Regions from separate parts of the Mus musculus genome. Here region 2 is linked to region 1. Evidence: chromatin contacts called from public HiChIP or PLAC-seq data. All regions are on one chromosome and are shown on one strand. The core of a region is the stretch at or near the end of the contact, and the rest is flanking DNA. Distances in the headings are between cores, read along the strand shown. Region 1 has its middle 14 kb from the start of En1. Region 2 holds the start of 2210011K15Rik (a long non-coding RNA gene).

Evidence for each region. HiChIP or PLAC-seq counts read pairs in DNA pulled down with a chosen protein or histone mark.
Region 2: a FOXA1 HiChIP or PLAC-seq map of pancreatic cancer cells shows a contact between it and region 1. The contact joins the promoter of 2210011K15Rik here to the enhancer-like site in region 1. A contact is called at or near these places in 3 of 39 promoter capture datasets (the 3T3-L1 cell line, HPC-7-derived erythroid cells and trophoblast stem cells), 1 of 484 Hi-C or Micro-C datasets (bone marrow-derived macrophages) and 8 of 115 datasets of contacts at active chromatin or transcription factors (craniofacial prominence, embryonic basal ganglia, embryonic hindbrain and 5 more).

Annotation. Positions count from the first base shown.
Region 1 is chr1:120,586,225-120,591,620 of GRCm38.p6, reverse strand. No RefSeq gene overlaps it. Among named protein-coding and RNA genes, the nearest start is that of En1, 14 kb to the left of the region's middle. Within about 2 kb of position 3,115, at least 12 of the 459 cell types and tissues checked have an H3K27ac peak or open chromatin away from gene starts, as enhancers often do. A contact at or near this core is called in pancreatic cancer cells, where this site is marked.
Region 2 is chr1:121,357,304-121,362,699 of GRCm38.p6, reverse strand. It overlaps 2210011K15Rik (a long non-coding RNA gene), which reads left to right and starts at 2,629. Exons shown (of 3, transcript XR_003947976.1): 1 at 2,629-2,678; 2 at 2,783-2,888.

The DNA.
Region 1 (5,396 bases), core at 1,866-4,365:
CCTGCTTGGATTCAAGGCAGAGAAATCTGTCTCAGGTCTCATGAGCCCAGCGCTGACCTGCCCTGCTCCATCATTTAACAGGCCCATTAGGCTTGTGAGACGCTAAAAGCTTCCTCCGGGAGACTCCTTGGTTTGGGAATCACAGCCTCAGAATTTTATAGGGACCTTTAATAGAAAGGTTTGGAAAGAGACCGAGGGTGTCTGCGGTATGAACTTGAACTTTTTCTGAAGGGTATTTGGACCTTGTGCCAAAAATCTACCTGGGAAGAGACTCTGCCCCCCTCCTCCCCTCTCCGCCTTGACCTCAGGCGGCTGGGGGCTGGGGTGAGAGATATGCAGATGGGGGGTGGCTCTTCTTGGCTGGGTCACCAGAGAGGCCAGAAGCTAGAGATTGTACAGGGTGTGCCCCCACTCCATCGGGGTTTACTCTTTATCTCTTCAGTCTGTCAGTCTCCCAAGCTATCAAGTGTGGGTGCGACAGGAATGTCGCAAGGAAAAACTAATTAAATGGGAGCACAATGCTTTGGAAATATTAAGTGTCATGTAAATGCCTAATTCAAACAATAATCTTGATGGTGGTAATTATGTTCTAAGAAGCACATTCACAGAGAGCCTCGTGCTGAGCTCAAATATGTCTTAGGAGGAGCCTGGGGAGCCTGGCTTCTTCTGAGGCTGAGCTCAGCATAGGTGGAGGCTCCACCCCTAAACTGCCTGGAAGGTAACACTGTGGACCCTGGCTTTCTTCACTAAATAACTGCAGCCTCTGACCCTGGAGCCAGTTGCCTATAAGCCTGAACTAATATAGGCTGGAGAGACATAATGGATTGAATAACAGAATGGTTAACAATATATTATTGATAACAATAATAACAGATCACTTAGGCACTTAGGGGAAACATCAACTAGAGAGTAAGGAGGGACCAGGTGAGCCCTGACTGATTCCCCAGCCCCTGTGGTTTGGGGTTCAGATACTACTTGCCTCCAATTTTGTGTATCCTTGACCTGTTGTTTGGGATCCTGGGTCCTTGTGCAAATTTGGGTTTTCAGATAATCCCACTTTTCGATCTTCCCTCTAAGAAGGTCAAGTCAAGTTGCTGGCAAGCCAAAAGGGCATGGGCTTTAGGCTTTCTTCAGCCTTGAGCCCTGCCCTTCCCTTCCCTCCTTCCCTTCCCTTCCCTTCCCTTCCCTTCCCTTCCCTTCCCTTCCCTTCCCTTCCCTTCCCTTCCCTTCCCTTCCCTTCCCTCCCCTCCCCTCCCCTCCCCTCCCCTCCCCTCCCCTCCCCTCCCCTCCCCTTCCCTCCCTTTCCCTCCCCTCCCCTCCCTTTCCCTCCCCTCCCTTTCCCTCCCCTCCCCTTCCCTCCCCTCCCCTTCCTGCCTCTACCTCACCAGGATGCAATGACTTGATTGAAGGGCTCTGGGGAGACAGGGAGGAGGCTCCTTCCTACCCTGACCTCTGAACTCCTCTCAGCTTCTCTGAGGTGTGAGCAGGGCTGGGGGGAGTGGACGTGGTCTTGAAGAATGCTAGATGACAGCTTGCACAGGCAACATGGGACACTCAGGACATGGCTGCATCTGACCCCTGACCTGTGTTCTTCTGGGTACATTTTGGTGGCTTCAGTCACATTCACACCAGATCAGAGCTCTTCGAACTCCTCTCTGTTCTCACAGTGTGGGTGAGAAATTGGAGCACCCAGTTTGTAAGCTATCTCTTCAACTTCCTTCATTTCCTTCTTCTTTCTTTCTTCTTTCCACCCTCCTCTCTCTACTTCCCTCCCTCTCCCTTTCATTTCCTTTGCTTCCTTCCTTTCTTTACTTCCTTCTTTACTTTCTCCCTCCCTCCCTCCCTCCCTCCCTCCCTCCCTCCCTCCCTCCCCCCCCCTTGTTTTTGAGACAGGGTTTCACTATATAGTCCCAACTAACCAGGAATGTGTTATGTTGACCAGGCTGACCTCAAACTTATCTGGTTGGACTGCCTCAGTCTCCCAAGTGTGGGAACTAAAGCTGTGCCCCACAGTCCCTGCTTTCTTTTCGAGTTGCTGTCCCATGAAGCCCAGATTGGCTCCAAAATGTATGGAACCAAGGCTGGCCTTGAACCTTTGATCCCCCTACCTCTATCTCTTCAGCACTGGGATCACAGGTGAGCACCCCCACATATGGTTTATGCTCTGCTGAGAATGGAACCCTGAACTTCCTTCATGCCTACCATGCAAGCCCACCACTAACTGAGCTGTACCCCAGCCACTTTGACATCTAAGTATTAGGTGTTGTACAAATCGGTTTGCCCTTTACTCTCATCTTCCTTACGTTGTTTACTATACAGCTCCAACTGCCTGCAAGATGGCTATGTAGCTCAGGAGAGCCTTGACCTTGCACTTCTGCCTCTGCCTCCTGAGTGCTGGGATTTAAGCCCACACTTACTTCCTAAGATACTTGGCTTCTCTGAACTATTTTTCTTTTCCTTATAGCTTTATTTTATGTGTATGGCTGATTTGCCTGTATTTATGCCTGTGCATCACATGCACACCCAAAGGAGAATGTTGGATCCCCTAGGACTGGAGCTACAGACAGTTGGGAGTGGACCTGTGGATGCTGGGAACTGAACCCAGGTCCTCTGGAAGAGCGGCCCCTGAGCCATCTCTTTCGTCCAGTCTCCTCTCTGGAGCTTTTGATTGGAAACGCCTCTAACCACCCATCACATTTCTCTAGTTTGATGAAGTTCCAAGCCTCAAGGCTTGAGGTGATTTCCCTCCACCACCCACCCCTCCCTCTCCTCTCCTCTCTCTAGAAGCTTCTTTGCCACTGCTCGAGTGGTGGTTTGGGGCCCTGGTGCCTGCCGAAACCAATGGGGCTTTGAGGGCAGATGACTGTCATGATTCACCACAGAGGCTGGGGGGGGGGGGGTTGGGGCAGGTGGGAAATTTCCACCCAGAAATCTCTGGGCCTCTGAGGGCTAGCAGAGTAACCACCACACTTTAATGGGGCTCCTCACCCTTGGCTCACCCCAGTCTCCCTTTTTGACTTGGGGAACAATTGCAAATGCAAGTCTCCTCAGCTCAAGGCTCCCTCTTTTTTGTCTTCTCTAGTTTGTTAAGATGACTCAGCTTTTTCAGCCCTGTGTGGACACGCCCTCCTTCAAAATTGGTATAAAGGTTCCATTCCAGAAGAGTATATGCAGCTTTGAATGCAGTTTCCCAGTTTAAACCAGCTACCACTTTGCTTCAACTTGAAACAACTCCTTCAAAGTATCACTTTTTTTTGTTTTTGGACAGTCTCCTGGAGCCCAAGCTGGCCTTCTGCTGGTAACACAACAGAGAATTTCATGCACTTTAGACCACCCCCTTTTATAGGAGCCCTAGTTCTCAGTTCCTAGGTAAGTCCTGAAGCTTCCGCAGCTATTTGGGGGACTTTTCGCTCCTTCTCCTGACAGATATGTGCATGGGGCAGCTTAGAACTACCAGCAAGCCAAGTCACTCTGTAGCTGAGGGTGGCCTCGAACTTGTGACTCTCCCACCTTCCCTCTCCAAACACTGGTCTGTGCCACTACATTGGGTTTGTGTGCTGTTGAGGATGGAACTTAGGTCAGCCAGCATGTGAGGCAGGCACTGTACTGAGAAAGATGTGCCCAGCCCACGATAGTTCTCATCTGTTGTTTCTGAGGGGGAATCCAGACTCTAAGGGCCTCTCTGTCTACTTGGCAAAGCTTCACACAGAGCGCCGCAGCACAGTGAAGCATTATGTGAGAAAAAAATCTATTTTCAATAAGAGGGAAGAAAAAAAAAAAGAAACATATTTCCCTCTGATCAAGCCGTTCTGGAGGCTTCTGTTTCAGTGTGCCACCCACCCCCACCGCCGGGTTCTCCAGCTCTCAGTATAATACCAGCCGTTAAAAATGATTTCTTCTTGAATGTAGGCATTTCCACACTGTAAGCTCCTTGGCATTGGGGTGGGGCCTGGAAGCCAAAAGCATTCCGTCAGGTAATAGCGCGTTATTACGACTTCCTGGCGGAGGCGCGGGGGGGGGGGGGGGGGGGGGAAGGGCTTTAGAGGAAACTGAGTTAGCAGTCCATGCAAATCAACAAGCTGCAGACCGGGGAGACAGAGAAGATGGTAACATGTTTGCCTTGCAGGCACAAGGACCCAAGTTCCATCCTCTAGAACCCATGCAGTAAAAATGCCAGTCATGGTGGTGTGTGCTTATGATCCTCTCATGGGGCAGAGACGGCCTGATATCTGAGACTCGATGGCCAGCCCGCCTGGCAAGTTCCAGGCCAATGATAGACTGAAGAAAAACAGTGGACAGTGACTAAGAACAATAGTTGAAGCTGTCTTCTGGCCTGCACACACACACACACACACACACACACACACACACAAACACACACATACACGCACATAGAATACTTCAATGTTTTGTATATGATCACACACTAACAGAATCATATTGCATATTCAGAGTTAAATACAAGGCATTATGCAAATTAGCTCCATGTTTATTTTTATTTTCCTGAATGTGGTTGCTAGAGCCTTTACATTACATATTGAACTACCAATCCTACTATTTTTGGACACAGGGTTTTATGTAGCCCAGTTGAGCTGCCCTCAAACTTATTATGTAATAGAGGTTGACTTTGAACTTCAGATCCTTTCACTCTCCCTCCAAAGTGCTAGGCTTAAAGGCACGCACCTCCACCTCTGCTTTTGTATCCTGCTGGTAGCAGAACACAGAACTTCATGCACATTAGAGCAGTCCCCTCTTTATAGGAGCCATAGTTCTCAGTCCCTAGGTCAACCTGGATGTTTCTGCAGCTATCTGAAAGATTTACCACTAGTTTCCTTCTCTTGATAGGAATGCACATGGGCAGCTTAGAATTACAGTCACATTTTCTCCCTAATAGGAGAGTTCAGAGGAAACTGGGAACCCTAGTGGACTGACTTCCAAATAATGGTTTCTGGCGCCATCGTGTGTCCACTTTGTGATACTGCACCAATCGTTAGGCACTTGCAGGTGGTCGGGTTCTTGCAATTGTCACTATAATACATTCACTCACCCCTCGGTTCCCTTCACTTCCTTTCATCACCGCCATATTTACAACATGGAACCTGGCACACAGAAGCTGTGTGTGTGTGTATGTTTGTGTGTTCTTGCGTCTAATTCCGAATTTATTTATTTCTGAAGATGTGACATTATTCACAAATACAATCTTCATTATCATTTACTGAGGTCAGTTCCTTACATGTATTTGTTTGTTTGTTGAGGCAGGGTATCTCTGCATGGCCCTGGCTGTTCCGGAATTCACTCTGTAGACCAGGTTGGCCTTGAACTCATAGAGATTCTCCTGCCTTAACCTCCCAAGTGCTGGGATTAAAGGTGTATGCCACATGACAAGTCTTTGCATA
Region 2 (5,396 bases), core at 1,380-3,879, 770 kb before region 1:
TCTGAGCCCTAGTTCTGGCCTCTGTTGGCATGTGTGCACACACCCACACCCACACTCACACACCCTTAAAGTAAATGTTTGCTTCCCACAATTACATGTTTTATGCAAAGATTTCTTTCTCTTATATATGTTTTTCCTTTTATTGAAAATAAATTTTTCTTACATAATATATTCTAATTACAGGCTCCCCTCCCCTCTCACCCTAGTTCCTACTGACCTCCCCTCCCATCTGGATCTACCACCTTTTCTGACTCTCATTAGAAACCAGCAGGCTTCCAAGGGATAATAATAAAATAAAGTAGAATAAGATAAAACAAAAACTAGCACACAGAATAGGGCAAAACAAACAAGCAAAAGGGAGAGAGCTCAAGAAATGGCACAAAAAGATTTATATAAAGGCAGAGACCCACTCATTCACACATTCAGAAATCCCATGAAAAGACTAAACTGGAAGCCATGATATTCTTTAAAAAAGTTTAGGGTATCAAGGGAAAATAAAAATTAAAAAAAATTAAGATTAAAATAAAAAAGCCTTGACATGAGATTATGACATAAGGAACCTCCAAAGATGCCACAAAATTTATTTTCTGTTGGCCATTTACTTCTGGGCATGTAGCCTACCTTAAAAGTAGTTTGTTTTCTGAGGGAGACTCCCTTGGGGAAACTAAATTTTTACTTGCAAGTGGTTATCAGTTGGAGGAGATCGATTCTAGGTTAGATATGGGGACATGTGTTTACTTCTATCAGATCTATGGACTCATCTGGTGTAGACCGGTGCAGGCCCTGTGCACGTGAGTTCATAGCCAGATATGGGGTGACTTAGAGGGCTTTGGTTTTTCTTCCTCCTCCTCCTCCTCCTCCTCCTCCTCCTCCTCCTCCTCCTCCTCCTCCTCCTCCTCCTCCTCCTCCTCCTCCTCCTCCTCCTCTTCTTCTTCTTCTTCTTCTTCTTCTTCTTCTTCTTCTTCTTCTTTTGGTTTTTCGAGACAGGGTTTCTCTGCATAGCCCTGGCTGTCCTGGAACTCATTCTGTAGACCAGACTGGCCTCAAACTCAGAAATCTGCCTCCTCTGCCTCCCGAGTGCTGGGATTAAAGGTGTGTCCCACCACGCCCAGCTTTTACTTTGGTTCCTCTAATTCTCCATCCCCTGTGGCTGTTACAGACTTTCTACCACCTCTTCTGAGGGGCTCCCTGAATACTGAGGGGAGGGATTTGATGGAGACATCCCATTTAGGGCTGAGCATTCAAAGGTCTCTTCCTCTCTGCACATTGTCTGGCTGTGACAATGTTCCCATTTGTTATATTTGTTATATTCCTTATATTTGTTATATTGACATTGTTATGTTTGTTCCCATCTGCTGCAGAAGAAAGCTTCTCTGGTGATGACTGAGTGCAATTGTGCTTTTAATCTGAGGCAAATCTGCTGGTGTTCTCAACAGAGCAGCCGTAGGCATGTTCCTGCTGGCGATTTAGATGGGATCTTTTCCCTACTTGTTGTTTTTGGACTTTGTGTTCTATCCCCAAGGGATATTTACACTACATTTGGCATAAAATTCATACTACAGCTTTATGTTTTATAGTATGAAAAAGAAAGCTTTGGAGATTATTATGATGTAGTTATTTCTTTTGAGCATCACATGGTTATAGTCCTCATAGAGACAAGATTGCTATAGGAACTACAGGGGACCTTGCTCTGCTTCCAGTCTAGACAGGGGAATAAGAAAGACAATAAACATGCAGATAGCTAGAGCATAGTCATGTGCTGAGACTAGCAACATTCACTCATGGTTCATAGGTGGAGGAGAGAGGGTTCCTAGACTTTCATCCAAGATCCTACCCACCACCCTCACCTGTCACCTGGTCTGGGAGAAGCAATAGAGTATATAGGAAGTAAAAGGGAGATGGGGAGAGGAACTCCAGAGATGCTATTGCCATGCGTCATCCCTCCTGCTCCTGTCAGCAGCCTCTGACTCACGGATTCACCAGGAGTGAGCTCATTGGCTCATCAGGCTGGGCTGATACGAAATTGTGTCTGTGGTCTGTTATTCCCCTGCCAGGGGTGAATGTCCCTCACGGAGATTCTTAGCATTAAGAACATCACTAAGAGTACAGACAGCTTTGCACACAAGTCAATAGTGTGTGCGTATGACTGTGTGTGTGTGTGAGTGTGTGAGTGTGTGCATGTGTGTGTGTGTGAGTGTGTGTGAGAGTGAGTGTGTGTGTGTGTGTATGAGTGTGTGTGTGTGCATGTGTGTGAGTCTGAGTCTTAAGGTGGAAGTTTATAAGCCAAGCCTTCCTGATGGTTTTCTCTGCCTGGGTCTTGCATGTGGATGGATACACACTCCCTCAGCTTCATTCTCTGGCTATTTACTGCCTCTACCTCCATTATGGACTCTCCCAATGGGACTGTAAGCCAAAATACGCACTTTTTTACTCCTATAAAGTTACTCTGATCATGGAATTTTATTGCAGTGACAAAAAAAAAAAAAAAAAAAAAGACTGCAGAGCCCTTTCCTGCTATGGCGCCATGCCTTGCCCTGTTGCACTTACTAGACCAGCTTGCTTATATGGTTTCCGAGATAAAGAAAGTTCACCCCAGCTGGTTTTGCAGAACTCCCAACACTCCTGTATCATGGAGGCCGAACCATGACAATGCCTGGCAGAGTCCAAAGACGATGAGTGTTGGTAGCTTCCTCGCATCTGATTTCTAAGTCTGTAAATTCACATCTGAGATAAAAGAAATGCAAGGGCCTAACTCCCGAGCTCTGGGTTTGCTTTCCTCTAGGGTGTGGCTCCAATGCCAGAAGCTGAAGGGCTGAGGAGACTGCTCATCCAGTAGAGGTGCTGGCTGCCGGGCCGGTGGACCGAGCTTGATCCTTGGGACCTAGATGGTAAGTGAGAGCACTGACTCTGACATAATGTCGTTGGACGGTCACACACAGTATGGAACCTCTGCATTCCCCTACAATGAAATCAGTAAATGTTAACTGTTCTTCAGACGTAAGAAGACGAGCCTTAGACGTGATATTTTCATCAGCACGATCTAACGCGAACGATTGAAGGCTGAGACTTGTGCTGGTCATTCTGCTCGCCTCTGCAGCCACACCCAACCAGAAGCAACTCCGAGGAGCAGTGGCAGCAGAAGGGGTGGCAGGGGCAGCAGGGGCAGCAGGGGCAGGAGGGGAAGATGGAGGGGCAGCAAGGGCGGGAGGGGCAGGAGTAGCAGGAGTGGCAGCAGGGGCAGGAGGGGCAGCAAGGGCAGGAGGATCAGGAGGTGCAGGAGGGGCAGGAGGGGCATCAGGGGCTGGAGGGGCAGCAAGGGCAGGAGGGGCAGAAGGGGCAGCAGGGGTGGGAGGGGCATCAGGGGCATCAGGGGCAACAGGGGCAGCAGGAGGGGCAACAAGGGCGGGAGGGGCAGCAGGGGCAGGAGGGGCAGGAGGGGCAGGAGGGGCAGCAGGTGCGGGAGGGACGGGAGGGACAGCAAGGGCAGCAAGGGCGGGAGGGGCAGGAGGGGCAGCAGGGGCAGCAGTTGCGGGAGGGGCAGCAGGGGCAGGAGGGGCAGGAGGGGCAGCAAGGGCAGCAAGGGCGGGAGGGGCAGGAGGGGCAGCAGGGGCAGGAGGGACAGGAGGGGCAGCTGGGGCAGGAGGGACAGGAGGGGCAGCAGGGGCAGGAGGGACAGGAGGGGCAGCTGGGGCAGCAGGGGCAGGAGGGGCAGCAAGGGCAGCAAGGGCGGGAGGGGCAGGAGGGGCAGGAGGGACAGCAGGGGCGGGAGGGGCAGCAGGGGGGCAGCAGGGGCAGGAGGGGCAACAAGGGCGGGAGGGGCAGCAGGGGCAGGAGGGGCAGGAGGGGCAGGAGGGGCAGCAGGTGCGGGAGGGACGGGAGGGACAGCAAGGGCAGCAAGGGCGGGAGGGGCAGGAGGGGCAGCAGGGGCAGCAGTTGCGGGAGGGGCAGCAGGGGCAGGAGGGGCAGGAGGGGCAGCAAGGGCAGCAAGGGCGGGAGGGGCAGGAGGGGCAGCAGGGGCAGGAGGGACAGGAGGGGCAGCTGGGGCAGCAGGGGCAGGAGGGGCAGCAAGGGCAGCAAAGGCGGGAGGGGCAGGAGGGGAAGGAGGGACAGCAGGGGCGGAAGGGGCAGCAGGAGGGGCAGCAGGAGGGGCAGCAGGGGCGGGAGGGAAAGCAAGGGCGGGAGGGGCAGGAGGGGAAGCAGGGGCAGGAGGGGCAGCAGGGGCAGGAGGTGCAACAGGGGCAGGAGGGACAGCAAGGGCGGGAGGGGCAGGAGGGGCAGCAGGGGCGGGAGGGGCAGGAGGGGCAGGATGGGCAGGATGGGCAAGAGTGTCAGCAAGGGCAGGAGGGACAGAAGGAGGGGCAGCAGGGGCAGCAGGAGGAGCTGGCCACACTGCATCTTTACTGGGTTTCTAGGAAGTGGTCCTTGGCTATAAAACCTTCAAGCCTGTGCTGGAGAGATTGCTTCATTGATACAGAACTTTTCTAGTAAGTATGAAGACCTGAATTCAAAGTTCAGATACTCAGCATTCACAGATATACACACAGACATCTGTCTCTGTCTCTGTCTCTGTCTCTCTCTCTCTCTCTCTCTCTCTCTCTCTCTCTGTGTGTGTGTGTGTGTGTGTGCCCCTGCAGAGGCATGCATCAGTAACCTCACTATGTTTCCAGGGAAAAGGTCAAGCAGAGACTGATGGATCCCTGGAGATCACTGGCCAACCACACATGCAAACAGGGTATCTTTGGTTCTAGTAAAGAACATCGTCTCAAAAACAAAATTAAAACACACGAACCTAGAAAATCACTGGGCAATAGATAATGATAGTGGAAGACACCTAGCATCTCTGCTCTCCAGAAAATGAATGCACCTGAAAGCCTGCCCTTACCGACCAACTCACTCCAGTTAACTCTAGCTTCTAAAGAGCCCAAGGCCTTTCCAAACAGGGACTCCATCAGGGGATCACATTCCAAACACAAGAGCTTACCACCAACACTTTATATTTAAACCACAAAAGACATTGATACCACAGTCATCAACCAGGCAAAGTGTACAGTCCCTTTGTCTCTGCATCTCTGCTCCCTATTATATGCGTGCTTCAAGTAATCCCTATGTGTGGTCCCTGGGAACTGAAGACCTACTACATGAAACCCAGAGCACGTCTGAGAATGTCGACCCATCTCTGGGAGAGTGATGTGACTGGATGCAGTGTGTGTGATCTGGAGAGTGTGTGGTGAGAGTGTGTGTGAGCCTGAGCCACACAGACTTGGTGTTTACTCAAATAGTGGGTCCCCTTTCTTCTTCAGCTAGGGGTCGGGGGAGGGTAGGCAGTGCAACAGAAAGTTTAGTTCACATTACACTGCCAGCTGTAGCCTCAGGACTGATGAAAAATTCTTCAGTAG